Linked DNA regions of Oryctolagus cuniculus: region 2 is linked to region 1. Evidence: chromatin contacts called from public Micro-C data. All regions are on one chromosome and are shown on one strand. The core of a region is the stretch at or near the end of the contact, and the rest is flanking DNA. Distances in the headings are between cores, read along the strand shown. Region 1 holds the start of ATL1 (atlastin GTPase 1). Region 2 holds the start of L2HGDH (L-2-hydroxyglutarate dehydrogenase).

Region 1 (7,277 bases), core at 4,543-7,042:
ACAGTGCTTTCACAGTCATGTGAAGGCCCCACTCCTGGTTATTTCTGCTGATGAGAATTGAAAAGAAAGCTCCATTCTGGGTTTCAAGTCAATAGCTACATTATAGATGCCGAGGGCTGTGCTAATCTGTTCCAGTGAAGATCCCGCAAGTGAAACTACAACTATGATTGGCACCAAATTTGATTAAATTTTTAAAAATCCAGACTCTTCAAAACTAATTTGGCTACTGTACAAGCCAAACAGTTGAGTTAAAAAGGAAAGACCTCCACTTTTCAGATCTTTAATGGTGGCACTAAACTCTGTAATTTCCCCAGTAATGAAGTTTAATTTTGGTGTCTTACTTAGACATGGGAAGAGACGGGTGGGAGGAGTTACATTTGGCCATACCACTGATAGTTCCCCTTACACAACATAAACCTAATAGAAGGATTCTGCTACTCAATGTATCTAGTCTCAAATATATTTTGGGAATGGAAACCCCAAAATGGATCATCACTCCCACTTGTACCTATTATGAAATGAACCTGAATCAAGACTACATTTGATTTCTTTAATCTCTACTCTGATCACTTCTGGTGGCAATTTGAGACTGTAAGGATTAGTGTTCAAGACCAGTATCTATTCACCTCCAGAAGGCATGAGAGTTTCCTATTCCTTAGTTCATAACCACCCTGGTGAAAGGGCATAGGTCCCTCTGGAAATAGCCTCAGAAAGCATTATTGTTCACACTTGTCTGTACTAAAGACTCCTTCCTCAAAGGAATCTAATCTCTTTAGTTAAGAGTCTTCAGGGTTGTGAATGGGCTTAAGTCTAGGAATTGGGTATTATGTCTTGAATTTCTATTACAAGGACTAGATTTCTGCTCAACAGACCTAGACTTTTTCCACCTACCTATATCCAGTTGCACTTAAGCAGACTGATGGTTTCATTCATTCCTAGAGACTCAGGGGTCATCAAGTCACAACCACATATCAAACACCCTTCTTATTACTTCTGCCTGAGGCTTACCATGGTAACTGTGCTGACCATGTATTTGACAGTGAAGCCACATGGCATCTACCAGAATCTCAACAGTCCCACTAAAATCATGGATCTCCCATTGTGGAATCCGGATCATCATTTTCAACCTGTTGAAGACAGTCATCAAAGAACTTTTCAAAAATATTTATATTGCTCCACTCAATTTATTAATAAAAGCAAACACTCATGGTGGTGGTGGGGTATATGTGTGTGTGTGTGGTGGTGCGGTGGGGGGTGTCTGGCACAGCAGCTAAGATGCCTGCATCTCATATTGGAGTGACTGTGTCTGGTTCAAATCCTGGTTTCTCTACTTTGGATCCCACTTCCTGCTAATGTGCACCCTGAAGGCAGCAGATGATGACTCAAATATATGTGTCCCTGCCACTCCTATGGAAGACCTGGATGGAATTCCTGGCTCCAAACTTCAACCTGGCCCAGCCCTGGTGGTTGTGGGAATTTGGGGAGTGAAGCAGAGGATGGAAAATCTCAATCTTTCTCCTCCTCTCTCTCTCTCCTCTCTGTGTCTTAGTGCCTTTCAAATACAATACAAATAATTTTTCTTAAAAAAGTAAATATAGTAGACTCCAAACAGGATGCACATAAAAGAGCAAGTTCAACAGTCCCATCTCCCTGAATCTTCAGATTCCTCTGTTTAAGTATATCCGAGACATTCTGGTATCTCATCATAGAGAATGTAAGCTATTATTAGGAATACGTTCAAGTAACCCAGGTGAAAGAACTAAATGTTCAAGTCTATACATCAATTTTGAATCTTGGGTAAGTATTTGGCAAGATTCTCTAACTTCTCTTCTCCAAGAGCAGACTTGTACTCCCATCAGGGCTATGCCGAAACTCTAGCTAACTCTTGTTCAAAGTTCCCAGCTTCCTTCATATCTGCTCAAATATATCTATCACATGCCACAGGGTCCCAGAAGTTCACCCCCAATGCTCTTACTTTAGTAGAACAGAACTAGTCTCTCATTTCATTAACATTGCAATTTTGTAGCCTTCACCTGGGTTTTACCTTCAGTCACAAATGCCCAGCAGCTGCAGGAGAAGATGAATTTCTTCAAAGAGACCAAAGAAGTTTTCTCATGCCTTAAGTCTGGAACTCAAGACTCTCCGTTTTGTCTTGACACCACTGTCCTAGCAGCTCAGTACTGGCGACTGATCTTCCAACCCTGTGCCCCCGCTGGCATTCCATCTCGTGCCACTACTCATAGTTATTGGAATAGTGGTGATGCCACTCCATGCTATGCAATACCCCTGGTTCCATTTTCCTTGACAAGTTACCCAGTTCATCATCAGGTACGTGATAACATACCAGAAAGCCATTTCAAGGGTCTTTTTTTCTGAGACTACTTCCAATTTCTACAACTGAATCAATCACAGTTCTGGGAAGAAAAACCACAGAAAGATGACCTGGTCAAAGGAATATTTGTATAAACGAGAACAGGGGTAAGGCAACCCACACGGGATGTGAAGGACCCTGAGACAGCAGCAGTGAGAAGCCATTATCCGTGTTTCCTTGCAGGTGCAAAAGGAAGAAGTTTACTGGAATCCTACACCAGCGACACAGCTGTAGGACAGGACCACAGTTGGGCACTTTGGCTTCTTCTGCCCACAGCACTAGTATTCTTGGGGTACAGGCAAACTTTAGGCACCGCTTCTGAGCACAGTATCTATTACAATATGAAGAAACTGATAATGAACAGCATAAGATTATTTGTAACTCTTTATCTTCTCTTAGCTATTGAATTTACAAACAACCAACTTGTGGGCAGAATATAGAACCCTTCTACCAATTCTTTATAAGCTTTAATATAACAACCTGAGGACAAAGGTTAATAGAAACAGCTTCTTAACATATCTTAAGATCAATTCAAGCTGGATAAAAAAAGGGATGCGCCTGGCTTTCCTCACCTCTTCTGTTTAAAACTCCCATCATAATGACCTGATACTGACTCTGAATGAGATCCATGCTCTACTGCTATGCAGAATAGAATACAATTGTTCTCTATTTTGGATACCTGGTTCTTGCCTCAACAGAAAAGTGGCCCTAAGTAGTAACAGAAAGAAGAGTTTAATAATAATTATTTGAAAAATCCAACATTTAATTCATTTAATAAATCTATAGAGCAGTCAATTGAATCACAGTTACATCTGTCAAGTAGTTTTGTTCCAAGACTCATCGGCTTATCTTGCTTAAACTTATATGTTCCACAGACTAAAACTACTGTTCATATGTTCTGTCCTATCACACACTTAAAGATTTTAATTATCCATTTTCTCTTGGATAGTAAATTGTGAACCTCAGCTTTATAGAAGACTTAAAAATTTACGTCCCTTTTTTGTTTAGCCTTTATAAAACCAGAATTTAAACTAATACAGCCACTGATTACAGTTAGCATGCTATTGCCGAACTTTGAAAGAAGGGAAAAATACTGTGAAGTACAGAGCAAACCAGGATAGTTATATTTAAACAAAACTGGAAAATATTTGCATATCAGATAACATGAAGACACTAAAACTACATGATAATTAGGTTGGGCTGATGGACCTACCAAGCATTACTTCCTCTTACTCAATACTCTGTCATTATAAAATTTTAAGTTCTTAAGAAACTGTCCTATTACGGACAGTGATTTATTATTACATAAACTTAAACCTTAAAATTAAATGCTTAATTGTTTAAGTTACAAAATTAAATTTACTGTGTTTAATGAAAACAAATATGAATTCTCTTTCCAACCACGTAATGTTAAATCCACCAGCTATGACTTCACTGATCTTATTAAAATTAACTCAACCAGGACCAAAAAAAAATCCTTCAGATTCTTTTGGAGTTAGTAGGAGTGAATGTTTTTCCCCTTAGCACCAGTTGTGGTACAAGAAAAGTAATGACTATAGCAGGCACATTTTTTAAACTACCATGTGAAATCTTGACTTTTTCCATGCTATCTGCCTCTAAGCTGATGGCCAAAGTGTATGGATCTGCCATTACTGGTAGCATAAAATATCTGCACTCCAGGGTTTTGCTGAAGCCCCAACCTCAAACTTTTATGGCCTAATTTATTTAAACCTTGTGTTTCAAGAATAACATGCTTAAAGGATTGTCAGATGGGTATTCACCTTGTCTCAAACTGAGCATTCAGAGTTTCTCCTTCTATTTTTTCCGCAGCCTTAACATCAGGAAACGATGTGCCTCTCTTGATCAGCGGGCTCATCTGATCTCAAAACAGTACAAAAATTCTCTGCTGCAGCCAATTTGTTGCCTTGCTCAGATGTCCTATCTTCCCTCTTTTTAACTTCAGAGCAGTTTCTTCACTTACTTTTTGTCCTACGGTTTAAATTTTCTGTGTGCTGCCTCAGATTCTCTGTGGACTAATACAGGTCTAAGAAAGAAGAAACGAATTTCTTACTAGAGAAAGAATCAACGTATCAGGCCAGATTTTCTTTTAAAAAAGAAGTCAATGACAGTAAACAAGTACTAAGACACCAACAGAACATTTGAAGAGATTTTTGAGTCATCGAAGTCAGAATATGTGCCCACCAAAACGAGTGCCAAGAAGCTCTGAAAGAAAGAACTGTTCTTCAACGATTTTTTCAATGCAGCAAACACACGGGCTTTGTCCATGGAGCATGTTATGTCTGGGCTTACTTATGTGCCCTAAATAACTGCCTTTGTGTGCAAAGCCCAAGAAAATCCATGTATCCCCTGTCCTGTAGAAGCCTTGATTTACTTTCTACATCATACAACTGGTTTCAACGACCAACAATCAGGCACCTACTTCCCAGGAACAGGGTTGAGGTGGGTGCTAAACGCCACGTGCCAACATCTGCAATTACTCTTTGGCGATTTTCCGGTCACTAAGAGCGCTGCCTGTTATCTGGCTCTTCTGTTATAAACCTCTGCTGGGTTCACGGAATAACTTCTGCAGCATACAGAAAGCTGGCAACTGAATCTCTATCTCCCAAGCCAGACTGGAACCGAAACTGCAAAAAACAACTTGTGAGAAAACACCGGCCCAATGACGTCCCTGGCTGCCTATTCCATGTTCTGCGCGCTGCCAAGTAGTTTTAACCTCTCACAGTTGATAACCCTCTTCACGACGTTGCGAAGTGCTGTACCAACACTTTCTAGGGTGTCAGATGGAAAACACCTTATCCTCTTCAAAACTGCAGATGTTGCCAAACACCAACTCCTGTCCCAGATGGCATCCAAGCGGGAGAACCAGAACCAGGCTCTGTGGACCCTGACTTGGTCGGAGCCCTCTCCCCCACCCCCCTGCAGAACTCCTGCAGCCACGAGATATGCGACAACCCAGGGCTGTGCCCAAAAGGGTGACGGGGGCCGGGCGCAGCCTCCTGGGGCGGCAGGCTTTTAGCAACGGCTCAGAAAAGCTCAGCACCAGACAGGTTGTGCAGGTGTGCGGTGCAACCTCAAACTGGCACCACTGGGAATGCTTTGCAAAACAGGAAGGTGCAGTAGGGCGTGCCGCGGCTCGGCTAACTCGGCCCTCCCCGGCGCCCCACCGCCAGGTTACCCCTGGCCCGGTGCCCTCAACGTACCTTTTCCGGGTTGAACGTGGAGGGCTGCCTGCCCCCTCTCTCTCGTGCCCACCCTTCTCCCTGCACCCGTCACCGCCCAGGTTTACCTGACGATTCTGGGGACGGTTTAACGGAGGCCCGTCGGCCCCCGAGTGCCGTGCTGTGCGGGTCTCCGGCGGCAGGAGCGAGCGAGCTAGGCCCTGGAAGGACGCGCCGGGCTAGGGGGGCGCGGCGGCGCGGCCGGGAGGGTGTCGTGTCCTCCGCCGGCCTCAGGGCGGCACTCTGGTCCCGCGGCCGGCGCGCTCGGGCGGGCCGCTGGGCGCCGACCCACGCTGGCCGGGAACGTGTCTCCCGGTGACGCAGCCCCGGGTGGGGAACGTGGTGCGGCGGCGGCGGCGGCGGCGACTGTACGCGCCTCGGCCGCCTCCGAGAGGGCGCGCGGTGCGGGCGAGCGGGCGGGCGGGCGAGCGGGCGGGCGGGCGGCGACGGCTGCGGCGAGAGACCCGGAGCGGCCGCCGGGGCCGGGGAGCAGGACGCGGGCGCCGTTGAGGGAGTGGGCACCCCGGCTCGGCGCTCAACAAAGAGTGGGGCCGCCCCCCTCAGGTACCCAGCCGGCCCCGGGCTCCGGCGGGCGGGGGAGGCCGGGCCGGGCAGTTCGCCGGCGGCCGGGGAGTGGGGGAAGGGCTGTGGCCCGAACGGGGCCGCGAGGCGCCGGGAGCCCTTCCAGGCTCGCTTCCTCAGGGCCCCGGGCGGGACGGAAGGAAAGGGGCTGGACCACGGGGGCGCGGGGCCGCGTGGGGGTCGCAGCCGGCGACGCTGACCCGCCTTCGCGCGTCCCTCGTGCAGGCGGAGCTGCGGGCGGAGGCTCCATGTTGGGAAGCGGCGGCGCTCGCCCTCGTTAGCGGGAATCGGGGCGCGCCGCGGGCAGAGCCGGCGGGAGCCGGGCCCGGAGCGAAGATGGAGGCCCCGCTGCGGCCTGCCGCGGACATCCTGAGGCGAAACCCGCAGCAGGACTACGAGCTCGTCCAGAGAGTCGGCAGCGGCACGTACGGGGACGTCTATAAGGTGAGGCAGGCCGGGCCGCGGCCGCCGGGCTCCGGCCGCTTTCCGGCCGGGGGGAGGATGCTCTTATTGTTGCATCTTGGAGAGGAAGCGGCCAGGGTCCCTCTCCCTGCGTTCGGAGCACCCTCGAATCCCTTGCTGGTTCTCGGCGCCGCCAGCAAGCAGAGCTAACCACATCGTCGCAAACCACTCTTAACCTTTTTTGTGGTGTAAAGACTTTCAAAAGTTTATTTCTGGTTTTGAAGCGACTTTGAATCAGCTATGGAGTTGTCCGGTAGAATATTCTAGTGTCAGTGTGGAAAACCTGGAAGACAGTAGCAGAGAATATTGACGTTCAGGCATTACAAAAAAAAAATTAATGGATGAGCTTGGCCAATATAAGTTTTTTTGTTGTTGTTGTTGTTAATGGTCCTGTGAAACCTGTTTCTTAATTCTAGCTGTAAGCAGTCAAGTGTTGGGTGAAAATGATGTGTTTACAAACATTACTCCATGCAGAAAAGATAAGCTTTCCTGGCATAAGTTTGATGGTTTGTGTCTGGTTGGTGATTCAAAACCTACCATTAACTTGCTGGGTTTTTTCCTGCATTAGCACTTTCTCTGTTTGGGGTTTATAACATCCCATAACCACAAGTGGATAAGATCTA
Region 2 (6,734 bases), core at 2,790-5,289, 210 kb after region 1:
TAGGGGAGGTTTTTCCCTCATTACTAAACTATTCCACTATAAATCATCAATTACTGATTCTAATTCAATTCCCAAGGTATGTGCCATCCCTAAGGACAGACCAACAGAAAAGTCCACTAGAAATTGGAAGCAAAGGCCTTAGGAGCAGTTAATTAGATCAACACTGTTGCTCCCCCACTTGTGGAGGAACGACACCAGACCCTGAGCTGTTCTTTTTGCCCGGCCGTTCCTGGGTTTGCTGCCGCTCCCCCACTCGTGGAGGAATGACACCATCCCGGGTTTGCTGCCGGCCCCCCCTCCGCCCCCACCTCCGCCCCCCCACCGTTTTCCCCGCTTCCGTGGAGGAGCGGCACACCGCCGGCCGGCTCTCTCAGGGGTTGCTCAGATGTTCCTGGTGCATGTTGTCTTTCTCCTCCTTTATAGTCCTCTTCCACCAATCCCAACTCTCCTGGTATTCTCTCCCAACGTGCTGAGCATGCTGCTCTCCTCCAATCAGGAGCAGGATCAGCTCCTGCAGCTTATCAGTTGAATTGGTGAGGCAGCTGTGTAGAAGTAGTTTACTCTCTCTCAGCGCCATATGATGGGAGATCAGATGCATAGAATTAGTCTTAGTTCCAGTAATTTAGTCTAGTCTCGGTTGCTCCCCTCAAACATCACACGGCACTCACTGAACTAACTTCTCATAGGTTCTGGACTTCCCTGGAAGACAGTGAACCTGAAGTGGGAAGGGTGTATCAGAAATATGAATGTCTCTAGCCACAGACCTGACAAGGTGTATGAATGCCAGGTAAGATTTTGATTTGAAATTATTTGACACAAGCTACCGTACAGTCTAACCTTGGAGGGGTGTGGGGAGCAACTCAGACTAGACTAAATTACTGGAATTAAGACTTATTCTATGCATCTGCTCTCCCACAATATGGCGCTGAGAGAGGAGTAAACAGCTTCTACACAGCTGCCTCCAGTTCGACCAGTAACCTGCAGGAGCTGATCCTGCTCCTGATTGGAGGAGAGCAGCATACTCGGCGTGTGGGTAGCAGAGTTGGGATTGGTGGAAGAGGACTATAAAGGAGGAGAGAGACAACATGCACCAGGAACATCTAAGAGGAACACCTGAGGAACATCTGAGCAGCCCTCGAGAGAGCCGGCTGGCGGTGTGCTGCTCCCCCGCGGAAGTGGGGAAAGTGGCAGGGGGAACCGCCCTTCCACGGAGGTGGAAGGACGGTAGCCAACCCGGGAAGAACCAGCAGCCAACCCGGGAAGGGCCGAGCAGACAAAAGAACAGCGCAGGGTCCTGTGTCATTCCTCCACAAAGAGGGGGAGCGACAGAGGGGGAGTCAAGCAGAGCAATTTGTACAAAGAGAGCATGTGTACTCTGAGTCATTTCCCCCTTGCTAAGCAAGGAAACACATGCTCAAAGTCACTTGATAATTCTTAAAAATCATGACAAAAGTCTGATCACAGCCCCTAAAGTATGTAATTATGTATTCAATCTAGTATCAGATCAACTGTATCCTGTGTAAGCTAAAAACCAATGATGTCTACTTTATACCTACCAGAATGGTTAAAACAAGAAATAGTGACACCACCTTGATGCTGTTGACAATGAAAAGTACTTCAAACATTGCTGGTGGGAGTATAAAATGGTACAGCCACTGTGGAAAAGTCAGGCAGTTTCTTACAAACTAAATATATACTGTGTTCTGGCTCAGAAGGTGGTTAAGCCACATCCCGTATGAGCCCTGGTTTGAGTCATCGCTGCTTCAGTTCCAATCCAGCTCCCTATTTTATTTTTTTAAGATTTTAATTATTTACAGTGAGAGGGAGAGACAGAAAGGTCTTCCATCCACTAGTTCACTCCCCAAATGACCACAACGGCTGGAGCTGAGCTGAACTGAGCTGATCTGAAGCCAGGAGCCAGGAGCTTCCTCTGGGTCTCCCACACAGGTGTAGGGGCCCAAGGACTTGAACCATCTTCCACTGCTTTCCCAGGCCATAGTAGAGAACTGGATTGGAAGAGGAACAGCTGGGATTAGAATAGGTGCCACAGGCAGAGGATTAACCTACTGCGCCACAGCGCTGGGCCCCTGACTCCCTATTAATGTGCCTGAGGAAGCAGCGGAACATGGTTCCAGTGCTTGGGCCCTTGCCATCCACATGGAAGACCTAGATGGAGTTCCAGGCTTATGGCTTTTATCTGGCCAAGCCCTGGCCAACTTGGCTTTTTGCAGTGAGCCAGCAGATGGAAGATCTCTCTCTTCTCTGTCTCTCCCTCTCTCTGTGTAACTCTGCCTTTCAAACAAACAAATAAATATACTTAAAAAAAGAAAGACAAATAAATATACTTTTTAAAAGTATTTTTTAAAAAATTAAACGCACTTACCATATAACTCAGCAATTTGATTCTTGGGACTCACCCTAGAAAAACAAAACACCCATTCACACACAGTTATACATTAATGCTCATAATAGCATTATTCTAGCAACTGAAAAATGGAATCAATTCAAAATATATTTCAATGGGCAAATGGTTAAACATCCTGCAGTATATTCATATTATGGAATGTATTCCATAAAAAGGAATGGACTATTGCTATGAATACATGCAAAAATTTGGATGGATCTCAAGGGATTAGTTGACTGAAATGCTAATCTCTGAAAGTTATATACTGTACAATTACATTTCTGCAACATTCTTGAAATGACAACATTTTAGAGGGGCAGATGGGGGCCAAGCTGCACGGGGAAGCTGTTCTTATCAAAGGGGTGGGGGAGGGACTCTCGTAGTGATGAAACTGCTGTGTTGGGACCTTGGTGATGTACACCACAGTCTACATACGTGGCAACACGTAATCTAATGGTGCACACAGAAATGCTAAACTCAGAAAATCTGAGTAAAATCAATGGGTTCTGCCAGCGTCGAGAGCCTGGTTATGATATTATACTCCAGTTAGGCAAGATGGGGAGACAGAGTGAAAAATACACAGGATTTCTATTGTTAACAACTGTTAATCTACAACCATCTCAAAAAGTTGAATGTTTACAACATTTTTTTTCCAACCGTGATGGAACAAGCAGGCAACATGCTACATTGTTCTCACCAAAAAATCAAAATATGCTGTCCTGGTAGTGAACAGCTGCGGGTTATCTAATTCTTCACTTGGCTCAGGACCCGAGAAGCCTCAGGCTCCTGTCATCTGCTGGGTGTGTGTGTGGAGGGGGGTCCATCTCACTGAGGATCTGTGGACAGTCCTAGACAGGTGAACTGGCTTCCCAGAGCCACCTTGTTAGCGACCTGACCAGGCAAGTCAAGCCCTTCCGGCCAGAGCTGTCGCTACCCTATTCATGATCTGTGCAGCTGCGTGGACTCTATGGATTCCAAACTGCCAGCGAGCACCGAAAACGGGTGTTAAACTAGCACGGAGACAGAGAACCACACATTTTTAGTAAGAAAGTGCCTTAGAGCCTACGTAGCTCATCACCCGCACATTACAGGTAAGGAAACAGAGGTGAGCCGACCTGTACAAGGTGAATTTACAACTGTATGTTGGCCCAGGATTTCAGAAAAAGGCACAGACTGATGAACGCTATAGACCAAGCTCTCTGTCCATCCAGTCCCCAGTGCCCCGCCCAGAACTGAGTATTTACAAGGAGAATCAGTCACTGATTATGAGCCGCCGCCAGTGACCTCATAAAAGAAAAGTCTACAAGGGGCCTCCCTCCAGCCGGGGCGCCCCTGTTGGGTGGACCCTGGGTTCGGTGTGGGCCGGGCCATGTCCAGCCTTGGGCCTGCAGCTGCCCGCAGGGGGCAGGTCGAGCGGGGAAGGGGAGCCGCTGGACGCGCCCAAGAGTTTTCACCAAAATCGCGCCCAGACTTTCTCCCGCTCTGCGGGAAGGATCGGTGGCGCGCGACCCGGCGGGCCAGGTTTTCAGTCAGCTCAGCACCGCGAGAAGGGACGGGCAGAGGTGTGACCACCACCGCCGGCCGACCCCGCCCCGCTCGCGGCCTAGCTCCGCTACTCACAGCGTCGGAGAGAACCAGTGAGCCACCGTCCCCGGCGTCTACGGCGCCGGCCTGCCCTGCGCCCTCCGCTGCGCGCGCCTATTGGCCACCGGCGCCTTCCCACGTGGGCCAAAGGCGCAACCCTCATTGGTCCCTGCTCGAGGGGCGGAGCCAGAAAGAGCACGCCCGGGAGCCGACTGGAGTTCAGGCTGAGAGGAGAGGAGGGGGCTCAGGCGATGGTGGCGGCGCTGCGTTATCTAGGGGGGGCCTGCAGAGGGGCCCGCGGGGCTCTCCGCGGGGGCTTCCCCAGGGAGTGCGGACCAGCGTGGCGGAAGCCCTGGTCTCTGTGCAGAGGTGACCGTAGCGCCAGCAGCAGGTGAGTGGCCGGTGGCCCGCCCTCGCCGCCTTCGCTGCTGTTGCTTGTCTCCGAGGTGCCCTGTGCTAGACCTAGGCCCCTGCTCCTACTTCCCTGTCCCAGGCGTGAGGAAGTCGGGATCCTGTGTGGAGCTCCAGCCTGGAAAGCCAGGAGCTGGCAACCTGCAGGGTTCGTCTGTTGCATTTCTGGGCGCGAGGTCAGGCGGTGTTGAACAGAGGTCAAGAGCGAGTGTGGCGTTGGCCACAGCCCCTTGGTTCTGCCCTGGGCGGGTTCCTTACCCGCCTTAGAGGATCGGTTGTGGATAGGATCTTAGTGTCTCCCGTAGGGGGTCGATTTGAAGAGAAAAGGCCCTGGCGCACAGGAAGCGTCCCTGGTGGTGCTTGGAAGAGCTGGAGTCTGTGTTAATTCTTTCAGCTCCTGGGGCCCGCTGCCTGGAGCTGCCCCTGTCGGAAGCAGCTCCGTTGCTCATCAGAGTCTGCAGAATGCAGCGTCTTGTGACGAAGCTGGGGGTCACATTCCAGACCCGCTGTCTGCCTTTGCTCTCTGGCGAAGGAGCGGGTCGTGCCGGACGGTGGGCTCCGTGGGTGTGAACAGAGCTTGTTCGAAGACAGATGGCGTTGCATGACGTAGGAGAGGGGCTGTATCGCAGCACGGCTTTAATTTTATTCTAAGAACCACAAGAAACGGTTTTAAGGAGGCCAGGGTGATTAAAGGTTGCTATTTGAAAAGTTAACTCTGGCTTCTGTGTGTCAGTGGATTGGAGGGGAATTAGAATGAGATAATCGTTAATAGCCCTGGGATTGTGGGATCTGTAGACAATTAAGAAACGTTTTCATTAAGGGAAGAAATCTAGGATTACTGAAGTTTTTAAAATATTTTTTATTTTGAAAATGATTATATATTCATAGGAAGTTGCAAAATAGTAGAGAAGTCCCATGTTGTCTTCAACCCCCATTTACCCCAATGATAACATCTAATTTAATACAGTGCCAAAGTCAGGATATTGCCGTTGGCACAGTCTGTGGATTTTGTTCAGATTTCATTAATTTGCATGCATTTGTTTGTGTGTAGATCTATGCAATTTAATCATACATGTTAATTTGCATGAACACCACTTTAGTCAAGATAAAGAAACATTCCATCACCACAAAGACAGTCCTTCATATGAACGCCCGACCTCCCCACCCTTCCTAACCCTTGACAACTGCCATTCTCCATCATCACCATTTTGAGGATGCTGTGTGAGTGGTGTCACTCAGGATATGACCTTTTAAGATTGACTTTATCACAGTATGAGGTCCTTGAGATCCATCCGCGGTGTTGCTGATATTGGTAGTAGGGTTTTCGTGTTGCTTTTTCCCATTGTTGGGTAGCATTTGATGGTATGGGTGTGTGGTACAGATCATTCACCAGCTGGAGGACGTCTGGGCTGTTGGCAGTTTTTGGCTGTCATGAACAAAGCTGCCGTGAACATTTGTGTACAGGTTTTGGTGTGAACATTAGTTCGCATTTCTCTGGGAGAAATGCACAAGAATGCCATTGATGAGGAGTCATGGAGTAAGTACATATTTAGTTGTTTTTTGTTTTTGTTTTTTGTTTTTTGTTTTTTTTTGGACAGGCAGAGTTAGACAGTGAGAGAGAGAGAGAGAGAGAGAGAGAGAGAGAGAGAGAGAAAGGTCTTCCTTCCATTGGTTCACCCCCCAAATGGCCGCGACGGCCGGCGTGCTGCGCCGATCCGAAGCCAGGAGCCAGGTGCTTCCTCCTGGTCTCCCATACGGGTGCAGGGCCCAAGGACTTGGGCCATCCTTCACTGCCTTCCCAGGCCACAGCAGAGAGCTGGACTGGAAGAGAAGCAACCGGGACAGAACCGGCGCCCCAACTGGGACTAGAACCCGGGTGCAGGTGCCGCAGGCGGAGGATTAGCCAAATGAGCTGCAGCGCCAGCTTATCATACTTAGTTTTTTAAGAGACTTCCATGCTTTTTTCCAGAGTAGCTGTACTAGTTTACATCCTAACCAGCAGTGTGTGAGTGATCCAATTTTTTTCATCCTCATCTGCACTTTTACTGTCACTTTTTAATTTTAGCCATTCTAATAGGAGTGTAGTGATATCTCATTATGGGTTTTTTTTTTTTTTCAAATATTTTATTTATTTGAGAGGTAGAATTACAGACAGTGAGAGGAGAGACAGGGAGAAAGGTCTTCCTTCTGTTGGTTCACTCCCCATATGGCCGCAACGGCCGGAGCTGTGCTGATCCGGAGCCAGGTGCCAGGTGCCAGGTGCTTCTTCTGGGTCTCCCACACTGGTGCAGGGGTCCTTCTCCTGCTTTCTCTGACCGAAGCAGAAAGCTGGATC

Evidence for each region. Hi-C and Micro-C count contacts between places; a contact is called where the count stands out from the background.
Region 2: a contact with region 1 is called in a Micro-C map of ear pinna, with 4 times the contacts expected there. The contact joins the promoter of L2HGDH here to the promoter of ATL1 in region 1. A contact is called at or near these places in 3 of 6 Hi-C or Micro-C datasets (ear pinna, psoas muscle and an unstated tissue).

The regions. Positions count from the first base shown.
Region 1 is chr12:25,605,625-25,612,901 of mOryCun1.1, forward strand. ATL1 (atlastin GTPase 1) reads right to left here and starts at 5,793. Exons shown (of 15, transcript XM_017348282.3): 1 at 5,679-5,793. MAP4K5 (mitogen-activated protein kinase kinase kinase kinase 5) reads left to right here and starts at 6,035. Exons shown (of 32, transcript XM_051822833.2): 1 at 6,035-6,174; 2 at 6,418-6,636. The coding sequence starts at 6,529.
Region 2 is chr12:25,819,099-25,825,832 of mOryCun1.1, forward strand. L2HGDH (L-2-hydroxyglutarate dehydrogenase) reads left to right here and starts at 4,040. Exons shown (of 10, transcript XM_002718232.5): 1 at 4,040-4,379. The coding sequence starts at 4,240. It overlaps DMAC2L (distal membrane arm assembly component 2 like), which reads right to left and starts at 4,796. Exons shown (of 6, transcript XM_008269635.4): 1 at 4,658-4,796; 2 at 2,384-2,418.